2 separate regions of the Delphinus delphis genome follow, and region 1 is linked to region 2. The links are chromatin contacts, called in public Hi-C maps. All regions are on one chromosome and are shown on one strand. The core of a region is the stretch at or near the end of the contact, and the rest is flanking DNA. Distances in the headings are between cores, read along the strand shown.

What was found. Hi-C and Micro-C count contacts between places; a contact is called where the count stands out from the background.
Region 1: a contact with region 2 is called in a Hi-C map of lung, with 3 times the contacts expected there. The contact joins the promoter of ANKRD46 here to the promoter of POLR2K in region 2. A contact is called at or near these places in 2 of 3 Hi-C or Micro-C datasets (lung and muscle).

What each region holds. Positions count from the first base shown.
Region 1 is chr17:44,823,094-44,828,729 of mDelDel1.2, forward strand. ANKRD46 (ankyrin repeat domain 46) reads right to left here and starts at 3,778. Exons shown (of 5, transcript XM_059994990.1): 1 at 3,697-3,778.
Region 2 is chr17:44,414,152-44,419,723 of mDelDel1.2, forward strand. POLR2K (RNA polymerase II, I and III subunit K) reads left to right here and starts at 4,273. Exons shown (of 4, transcript XM_059994985.1): 1 at 4,273-4,427; 2 at 5,096-5,164; 3 at 5,503-5,572. The coding sequence starts at 5,104.

The sequences.
Region 1 (5,636 bases), core at 2,528-5,027, 410 kb after region 2:
AAATTTCACAATTTGTATGGAAACACAAAAGACCCCGAATAGCCAAAGCAATCTTGAGAACAAAACACGGAGCTAGAAGAATCAGGCTCCCTGACTTCAGACTATATTACAAAGCTACAGTAATCAAGACAGTATGGTACTGGCACAAAAACAGAAATATAGATCAATGGAACAGAATAGAAAGCCCAGAGATAAACCCATGCACATATGGTCACCTTATCTTTGATAAAGGAGGCAGAAATGTACAGTGGAGAAAGGACAGCCTCTTCAATAAGTGGTGCCGGGAAAACTGGCCAGGTGCAAGTATGAGATTAGAACACTCCCTAACACCATACACAAAAATAAACTCAAAATGGATTAAAGACCTAAATGTAAGGCCAGACACTATCAAACTCTTAGAGGAAAACATAGGCAGAACACTCTATGACATAAATCACAGCAAGATCCTTTTTGACCCACCTCCTAGAGAAATGGAAAGAAAAACAAAAATAAACAAATGGGACCCAATGAAACTTCAAAGCTTTTGCACAGCAAGGAAACCATAAACAAGACCAAAAGACAACCCTCAGAATGGGAGAAAATATTTGCAAATGAAGCAACTGACAAAGGATTTATCTCCAAAATTTACAAGCAGCTCAATATCAAAAAAACAAACAACCCAATCCAAAAATGGGCAGAAGACCTAAATAGACATTTCTCCCAAGAAGATATACAGATTGCCAACAAACACATGAAAGAATGCTCAACACCATTAATCATTAGAGAAATGCAAATCAAAACTACAATGAGATATCATCTCACACTGGTCAGAATGGCCATCATCAAAAAATCTAGAAACAATAAATGCTGGAGAGGGTGTGGAGAAAAGGGAACACTCTTGCACTGTTGGTGGGAATGTGAATTGGTACAGCCATTATGGAGAACAGTATGGAGGTTCCTTAAAAAACTACAAATAGAATTACCATATGACCCAGCAATCCCACTACTGGGCATATACACTGAGAAAACCATAATTCAAAAAGAGTCATGTACCAAAATGTTCACTGCAGCTCTATTTACAAAAGCCAGGAGATGGAAGCAACCTAAGTGTCCATCATCGGATGAATGGATAAAGAAGTTGTGGCACATGTATACAATGGAATATTACTCAGCCATAAAAAGAAATGAAATTGAGTTATTTGTAGTGAGGTGGATGGACCTAGAGTCTGTCACACAGTGTGAAGGAAGTCAGAAAGAGAAAGACAAATACTGCATGCTAACACATATATACGGAATCTAAGGAAAAAAAAATGTCATGAAGAACCTAGTGGTAAGACGGGAATAAAGACACAGACCTACTAGAGAATGGACTTGAGGATATGGGGAGGGGGAAGGGTAAGCTGTGACAAAGTGAGAGAGTGGCATGGACATATATACACTACCAAACGTAAAATAGATAGCTAGTGGGAGGCAGCTGCATAGTACAGGGAGATCAGCTCGGTGCTTTGTGACCGCCTAGGAGGTGGGATAGGGAGGGTGGGAGGGAGGGAGATGCAAGAGGGAAGAGATATGGGGACATATGTATATTTATAACTGATTCACTTTGTTATAAAGCAGAAACTAACGCACTATTGTAAAGCAATTATACTCCAATAAAGATGTTAAAAACAAAAACAAACAAACAAAAAAAACTGCTTCTGCTCCTTCTCTGGTGCTCCCTATCCCTCTTCACTGCTTTATTTTTTTTCTAAGCAACTGTTACCATCTGACTGGATATATTTTAATTTTTATAAAGTATTTTATTTACTGTCTCCATCCCCACCTTCCTCCAGTGGAATGTTACCTCCCGGAGGACAAGAATGCTGTTTTCTTTTGTTCCTCTTGCATCCCCAATGCTTAGAACAGTGCTTGGCCCTGGGAGGCACTCAGTGTACATTTGCTACGGGAATGCTTAATATGCAAACTCTTAAATCCTGATAAGGCTAAGTGTTTAGGACACTACAGTATCTAACTTCTTTCCACAAACGGAAATACCATTTCCCTTCTGACATTGACAGAAACTGGAAATCTTTCTCTTCCATATAGTAACACAATCTGCTCTAAATAACATGCCCCAAACCTCTTAATTCCTTTTTACTTCAGTCTTTCCTACATCCTCTAAAATATTAACTTTCTGTCATCGAAAAATCTTTCATTTCCCTTCAACACTACTGTACCTAATATTGCAAAGGCAAAGTGAACTCACTACAAATGGTATCAAAATGCAAATAATGAAGAAAAGTAATGAAGCTCATTAACAACCAAATAAATCCAACTCTACTTCAAATCAAAGTGCATCAGAGCAGTGAGGGACCTAGTTCATGCTTAACTTTATTATCACTATTCTCCTTAATGAGTAAACGTTTTTCTCATTAAACTCCTTTTTTTTTTTTTTTTTTTTTTTTTTTTTTTGCGGTACATGGCCTCTCACTGTTGTGGCCTCTCCCGTTGCGGAGCACGGGCTCCGGACGCACAGGCTCAGCAGCCACGGCTCACGGACCCAGCCGCTCCGTGGCATGTGGCATCTTCCTGGACTGGGGTACGAACCCGTGTCCCCTGCATCAGCAGGCGGACTCTCAACCACTGCGCCACCAGGGAAGCCCTAAACTCCTTTTAAACTAAAAATAAGTTGGTACAGGACTCTTGCATTTAGCCATGAAAATTAAACCTGAGAGAAATCAGTTCAAGCTGGTTCAAGTCAAATTAATAAGCAAATAAAAGTCTTAGGGAACGTGTTTGGATAGGTAACAAGCAGAAGCACTGGAGTAAGGGAGATGAATGAGGTTCAAATCCCATCTCACCCTTTACTAGCTGTCTGACCTCGGACAAGTAAATTCAGACTCTGTTCCTCAGTTTCCTTACCTGTAAAATGGAAATGGTACTTCCTACGGTTGCTACAAGGATTAAATAAAGGTACTAGGTTTTAAAGCACCCAGCACAATGACATATAGTAAGCACTGAAGAGAGCTATTACTATAATTTCTACATCACTGATAATACAGCTCTTTAAGCTAGGAGCTCCTTGGTACCACCGTCATTTTTTAAAGAGTGAGAAGGGTTACTATTCAATGGTATATTTTTTTTACCTCGTTATGTTCTGTAGCCAATTCTGAACACTGTGGACCGTTCTGAAGAATAAACGTGTTTTTCTCGAGGCAGAGCACTGTACTGGAAGACAATCTGCTTCCAGCATTGCATGTGAATAAGAGGCAATGCTGTCTTTTAACCCGGACACCCGGGGTCGTGTGCCATCGGGACAGTCCACTCACCTCTCAGCAGCTTCTGTTTACGCCTAGACTACGGGCGCCTAGTAAACGGCCACGTACTATCTATGCCAACGCAAGACACAGCGCACCTTCTCGGGCCCAACGCCTAGAAGCCGGCCGCGGGCTTCGGCTCGGACCTCCGACCTTGCGAAGCCCCGGGAGCACGCCCGCCCCAGCTCCGCCCGCCGCGGCCGACCGCGCAGCCTTTACCCACAAAACCCCCAGAACCCTCGCAGGCCCTCCCAGGTCTCGCGAGCGGCACAGACCCGCCAGGAAGCCACCCGTCGCACCACCACGGGTCTGGTTCCCTGCAGCCAGGCCCCGGGCCGATGCTTTCCAGTGCTTCGGGGCTGGCGGGAGAGGTGTCAGTGGCTTCCGTCCGGAGGCCGCTCGCGGGCCGAGGCCCAGGTACCTTCGAGTCGGCCGAGCAGCGGTAACAGCGGCAGCACCTTCCCGGCGTCGGCGGCGCCTGAGGCGGCGGGCGGAGGGAAAGGGCTGACCACTGAGACGAGTCGGGGCCCCAGCTGGCCAGAGCGGCCTCACTGCGCCGCGGCTGGTGCTCCCCCTGTAGGCGGGCAGCCCGCACGGCGGCTCTGCCGGCTCTGAATCAGAAACTGTGATTCCGCGGTGAACTAGGCAAAGTACCAAAACTGCGACGGGGGAGAAGAGAAAGACAACTGAAAGAGGTTTCATCGATTTGAGTCCAGGATCATTTTGCATTTTTCACGTCTTTTTCTAAAGAAACATCCCACCCCTAAGCTAAATGCAGGCTTCAAAGTCAAGGACAGTTTTACCAAGAGCTGTAGGCATCAATTAATAGTTGCTGGCCTAATTTAGGTAAGTCTTCTCTATAATCCAAATTGATGTATTAGTAATAGCAACTACCGACTGGCTGCTCTAATTCTAAAATATGACCCTGAGCTTTTTTCTAAAAGGGTTTGAATACTTACATCCCACTTTTTAGAATTCCCAGACGAAATGCAACATGCGTCCAGCCCGAACTAAAAAGGTGGCAGGTCGTGGGAAGTTCATTTACTGGAAACTTTTTTTTTTTTTCGGCTTAACCAACAACTCCAGTCCTACAGCCAAGAAGACTTGACCTGCACAGTGGTCCTCCCTCCCCTGAATTCTAGCATACTCGCTCAGCCAAGCCACCCTCTGGGGGTCTCAAGTCCTTCCATTCAATGGCTACTACTCAGTCTAACAGTTTGCTCCTGGAAATGTCATGTAAATGTTTAGGATTATTGTCAAATTTGAGAAAACCTCTATCACATGTCTTTCATATAAGAATAAGATTTCAGGGACTTCCCTGGTGGCACAGTGGTTAAGAATCTGCCTGCAAATTCAGGGGACATGGGTTCGAGCCCTGCTCCGGGAAGATCCCGCATGCCGCAGAGCAACTAAGCCCATGTGCCACAACTACTGAGCCTGTGCTCTAGAGCCTGTGAGCCACAACTACTGAAGCCCGCGCACCACAACAAAGAGCAGCCCCTGCTCGCTGCAAATAGAGAAAGCCCATGCGCAGCAATGAAGACCCAAGGCAGCCAAATATTAATTAATTAATTTAAAAAAAAAGATTTCAGGCATTTCACATTTTCTTGTGCAGTGACTAATCATAAATATTAAATACTCTTTGAATTGATGACATTTATTAACCAGTTTGTCATTGATGTCCTCCTTGAGGTTGTTAAGTTTATTATATCTTCATTGATGCCTGTAAATTGTATCAAATCAGCAAAGAATTTCAGCCTTCTCCTAGTGTGTTCATACAGTTACCTCCTTTTCATTAATTGGTTTATCAAACAATCCAAGAGCCTGTTCATTACTTCTGTTCAAATGAATCTCTCCACCTTCATGAACTACTGCTTTTGTTTGATCTGAAAAAATATAGAGACCGTTAAGTGTAAGCAGTGCTGCTTTCCTTCTGGAGGCTCTGAGAATCCGTTTCCTTGCCTTCTCTAGCTTCTAGAGGCCACCTACAATCCTTGGCTCATGGCCCCTTCCTCCATGTTCAAAATCAGCAGCTTAGCATCTTTTCAGCTCTCTGACCTCTGCTTCCAACCTTGCATCTTCTCTAACTTTGACCCTCCTGCCTCTTTATAAGGACCCTTGGATAATGTTGGGCACATCTGGATAATCCAGAACAGTCCCTCCATTTCAAGGTCTTTAATTTTAATCACATCTGCAAAGTCCTTTTTACCATGTCCAAAGTCCTTTTAACATAGTCACAGATTCTGGGGATTAGGCCATGGACATCTTTAGGGGAATGTTATTCAGCCCACTGCAAGAGCCCTGAAGCTTAAACTCCATTTCCTTCAGGTAAATCTACCTTTTCTTCCTCATTACCAAAAT
Region 2 (5,572 bases), core at 3,023-5,522:
GGCCCCGCGACCCGCAGGCCCCCGGCCCAGCCTCCGTCCGAGGAAGTCTGTACTCGCTTTCCCATCCCTCCATGCCCACACCCCTCCGAGGCTCCATGAGGGCTTCCTAATTTGATAGGCTCTTCTCCCCTCCCCATTTTAACTTTGGGGAACACTGTATAGCAAGGTTAACAGGTCCTACAGTGGGATGCTATTAAAAATAATGTAGGAAAACATTCACTTGAAAATGTTTCCGGAGATGAAATCAAGCGTGAAAAGCAGGTTACAAACAGAATGACTCATTTTAGGTTAGAAGTTTAGCTATACACAGGATAAAGTCTGAAAGGTTTGACTAACTTGGTTACAGCATCTCTAGACATCATTATGCTTGTTTTTTTAGGCATCTAAAAAGGGATGTTTTACGTTTTATGTGTGTCCTTCTGCTCTTGGCAACTTCTTCCTAATTCTTTTTTTCTGGCTTCTTTTCCTCTACTTACTCCCTAAATGGGCGTCCTACCCAACATTTTTCTTACTTTACCATTCTGTGCTTACATAATTCTCATTCAGAGTTAAAAGGATTACTTTAAAGCCAGTAACAGCCACTGCTACCACTCTCCTCCGACAGAACATTTCTCCATGTGGATGCCCCACAGTTATACTAAATGCCATATATCCAAAATCAAACTCACTAACAATGATTAAGCTCTATGTGCCAATTATTGGGTTAGGTACTGGGAATACAAAGATGGAATGGCGCAGTTACTGCCCTGAAGGGCTCACTGGTGTAAGTGCTATAGTAGAGGAATGGTAGTAACACAAAAGAAAAGGGATCAACTAAATCTACAGCGGAAGAGTGGGCAGAGCTACCTTTATATAGACTGTGATATGAGGTGGATTTTGAAGGAAGGGTAGCATCTTTAAAGACAGATAGCAGGTGATTCTAAACTTGAAACAAAATGTACCAGCAGGAAAATTGAAACAGTTGGGCACATTAGAGAAACTACAAATAATTTGTTACAGCTGGAAACTAAGACTGGTTTGAGGAAAGGGCAAAGAAAATTCTTGACAAGGGGAAGAAGCCAAGCCGTGGAGAGTTTTGGATGCACATTAAGAGTCTGAAGTTTATCCTACGCGCGAGCTTTCTCTAGTTGCGGTGAGCGGGGGCTACTTTTCGTTGCTGTGCGCAGGCTTCTCATTGCGGTGGCTTCTCTTGTTGCAGAGCACAGGCTCTAGACACGCGGGCTCAGTAGTTGTGGCTCGTGGGCTCTAGAGCGCAGACTCAGTAGTTTTGGCGCACGGGCTTAGCTGCTCCGCAACATGTGGGATCTTCCCGGACCAGGGCTCGAACCCCTGTCCCCCACTGGCAGGTGGATTCTTAACCGCTGCACCCCCAGGGAAGTCCCAGGCAATGTAGGACATTTTAGAAGGACCACTCTGGTGGCAGAATGGAAGACAGAAGGAAGAGAGGTGAGGGTGGCTTAGGAAGCTACTGCATTACTCTGGAAGATAATGGGGGTGGAGAAGAACCTACACCTGATTCAGTTGGCTGAATGAACTGCATGCAGCAGGGGGTGAGGAGCGAAGAGTACAGGTTTGGGAGAAAATAAGATGAATTTAGTGCGAGGTTGTTACGTTTGTGGTACCTGTAGGACTTAAGGCAAGGAATTGGTGAATTACACATTCTTCAAGATGGCACCTCCCTGAAGCCTCCCTCACACGTTCGGATAGAATGAGTAGTGTCCTTTCTAGGTCCTCAAACCAGTCTCTATTACAATCAAGCCTCTATTTTGCCACTCCCTGCCCAGCACTTGCAAGCCTCCTCTCCTGAATTTTCTCCATATAATTTATCACCTTATAAAATACTGTATTATTTACTTACTTTGTGTAAGGTCTGCTCCCCACTCCACTGTAAACAGGGCAGGCGATTTTGCCTATGGTTAAATAAAAGCCACACGACCCCAAAACACGATTAAACATTGCCCTTTTCTCTTTCTCTAGTAATTTTTCTTTAGATATTTTGTTACAACTGAAGAGTAAAAGAATGTATCATAACTCCCTTCTATTCACTCGAAGAATAATTTTACACCCCTCCCCACCCCAAAAATGGCAAAAAGACACCTAGTTACATGTAGCTTGCCCTAGCTTTACTCATATACCACAAATTTAAGCCACTGAGCTATATTTTCCTATTCTTTACACATCACAGTCTTTGGCCTTTTCCCTTCCCTTTCTGGATTGGGTGTAATCTCATTACTGACCTCAGAATTCTAAAACCCATATGTTTTCCACAGAGCTAACGCTTCTTTTGGAGACCATCCAGGAAAACATACTGAAAGGGTTTTCCATCACCATGATAGTCAAGCTATGCAGGTATACTTAAATGAGTATGATCAAGAAAAAGGAAAACAGATACTCAGGGGGAAAATAGTAACTTGCATCTCCATAACCATATTATTGCAATGTAAGCATTTAAAAACACTAGTATCCAAGTTGGCAAAACAAATGCCCTCATTAAGAGAGAGCAATGCGATGATGTCCGGCACGTAGCAAATGCTCAAGAAAAGTTAGCTGTCACCATTGATAACAGCATCCACAGACCATGCTCCAAAATGATCCTAAAATTACTGGTTCCTGCTGATAGGAAAGAGAATGTTGCATTGGGAACTAGCCTCGACATGAACTCTTGTTGAAATTCTGGATCTCCTTGCTATAACTTGTCTTTACCCTAACCCTCTGTAGGGTTCCAGGACCCATTTGTATTCTACATGTGTTGATCCATTCTGATCTCCACAAACTGTGTTATGTGCCAGCATCATCTTGATAACCTCAAGCTGCATAGTCAGAACCCAGGTCAGTTTGCAATGATTAAAGTTACACTTTCTGGATCACTCCATAATCTTTCTCTTATCATGACAATGGTTTTACCTAATATTTCTTGAGTGAAGCTAATTTTGACTGTTCTATTGGATTACCTCTTCCCTTTGGTTAAGAGGAGGGGTATTTCGTAAGAGAGCTGATGATTAAAATATTTATGTTCTATCTTAGCCTATCTGTGGAGAAAGAAGCAGGACAGTCCACTGTGTTTCCTGGAAATTTAAAAATCGGCAGCTAGGAAGACTGAGAAAATCGAGTTAAATCTCTCAGGCTGGTCTGTGGAGGTGCAACCAGTTGGAATTCCTTCTGGAAGTGAAAGGTGAGGCTCAAGGTTCCCAAGTTGCTGGATGGAAGACCGAAAAGCGGTATAGCCTGCTTAATAAAAACCAAAGTAGTGCATGTTGGGCAGAAAGAAACCTGCTTCTCAGATTAACTAAAATAGTTATTAACAACTGGTTAGTTTCTAAATTTTTAATAACTTCATTTTCTTCTCTCTCGTGATATAAGTAAAATACCTGCTGTGAAAGAAGCAAACGAATGCAAATGTTGTGAACCCAACTGTTACTAGTCTCACTAAAATTTTGATCTTGGAAAGAACACGCCTCCACTGGACAAGTCGTTTTGTTCTTCTGGGAAGGAATTAATACATGGGATGAAAGGAGGGTCAATGGACAGCTACCACTACCTAAATCCCTTAGCGTTAAGTGGGAGTGATTGACATAGCTGCCCGCAAGCCCACCTGTGCTTTAAAACGAGTAAAAGGAGGGGGTTACAGGGATGACGGGAGCCTAGGAGAGAAAGGGGCGAAAAGCAAAAACGAAATGATTCTAAGGAAGGATAGGGGCGGCTGCTCCACTGCCCCGGCACAGGTATCAAACGACTGGAAATGCATAATCTGAAAAGTGCTTTTCTACGTGGAAATTAGCGGTGGAGCCGATTCTTCTACGTTCCTCGGAGTAACGGTCAGCCTAGGATTCCACGAGCACTTCACTTGGGTTTCTCTTCTAACCCTCTGCCCTCCTGGAAAAGTGTTACTTTCTACCGACTTCATATGTCAGAGAAACAAACCTCCTTCGACTTGAGGAGCTTCTAAAACGCTTTACTTCCCTGAAAAGTGAAAACAGGTGAGACCGAAACAAGCACTTTTGTCCGGAGTCTGAAATACAGAAAAAGCAGCAGCTGGGCTTCCCTGGTGGCGCAGTGGTTGAGAGTCCGCCTGCCGATGCAGGGGACGCGGGTTCGTGCCCCGGTCCGGGAAGATCCCACATGCCGCGGAGCGGCTGGGCCCGTGAGCCATGGCCGCTGAGCCTGCGCGTCCGGAGCCTGTGCTCCGCAACGGGAGAGGCCACAGCAGTAAGAGGCCCGCGTACCGCAAAAAAACCCACCAAAACAACAACAACAAAAATACAAACCAGCTTCACCACCTGTACTCAATCCGACTTTCTCTGCCACACCTGGGGCGGAAGGGGCGGAGACTCCGCTTGCGTCATAAGCCAGCGCCGGAAGTTGGCTGCCATACAGCGGCGAGGCGTAATCTGTTCGGAGAAGCGGGGAAGTTTCTCCGTGTTACGTGGGTAGGTAATTGGCGGATTGGGGGGGTGGGTATTTGGGCCAAAACTGGAAAGACGCTAGGGGCTAAACAGGTTTGGTGTGGGGTTAGAGTCGGGAGAGACTGGGGATAGAGTCGATGCTGTTAGGCCTTTGCCTCTTTAGCTGTTGGGTTGTTTGCCTCTTTAGCTGTTGGCGTTTTAGCTGTTGGGAGTTATTTCTTTGTTCTTCCCTTATCTTCGGTTCGCACGTTCTGCTGTTGAGGGATACAGTTTTTTGGCAATCTCTTGCTAAAGTTTGGAACTTGTGTTAAATGAAGACGCGAGCTTTGCAGTCAGATCTAAATCTCTGACTCTTAACAGATGAATAATCCTGCCCAAATTAACTTCTTTAAACCCCAGTTCCTTCATCTGTAAAATAAGAGTAATACCTCCTAGAATTGTTGTAAAGATTATAATGAAATGGCATGCATAATTGAAATGACATATGTAAAGTGTTTATTATTGTGTCCAGTTTGGGGGTAAATGCACAATACGTTGTTTTTTTGTTTCGTTCTTTAGACCCACCTATAGGGTTTGAAAAAAGCACAGATTAGGAATTGGGACCTTTTTAGCTTTCTCCGAGAAACATGAGGCCTGGTTAGATTTGTGAGGATGCCATTTGAGATATTAAATATTTGAGTCTGTGATTTCAGGGACAACAATGGACACCCAGAAGGACGTTCAACCCCCAAAGCAGCAGCCAATGATATATATCTGTGGAGGTAAGAGTAACACAAAAGTAAGAGTATTTCATCTCGGTTTTAAAAAAATTATTGCATTTATCTTTGGCTTAAATGAGTCATCTTTAAAGTTAGAAAGCAGAACAACTTTAACAATCTTAAAAAAAATCCTCTTATTAAGATTTCATTTTCTTTCCTAGGAAAAATGCATTGTCTGCCACTCTTTTTTTCTTTCTCCCTTAATATGTTGGTAATGGCAACATACCCTTGAGACTGAGTATACTATATTTTAGTGCTTTGGGTGAAAAGTATGGTTAAGATAATTTGCTCGTCTGTAATATTTCTCTTTTAGGCATTGAATAAACGTGTTTTGTTTCTAGAATGTCACACAGAAAATGAAATAAAATCAAGGGATCCAATCCGTTGCAGAGAATGTGGATACAGAATAAT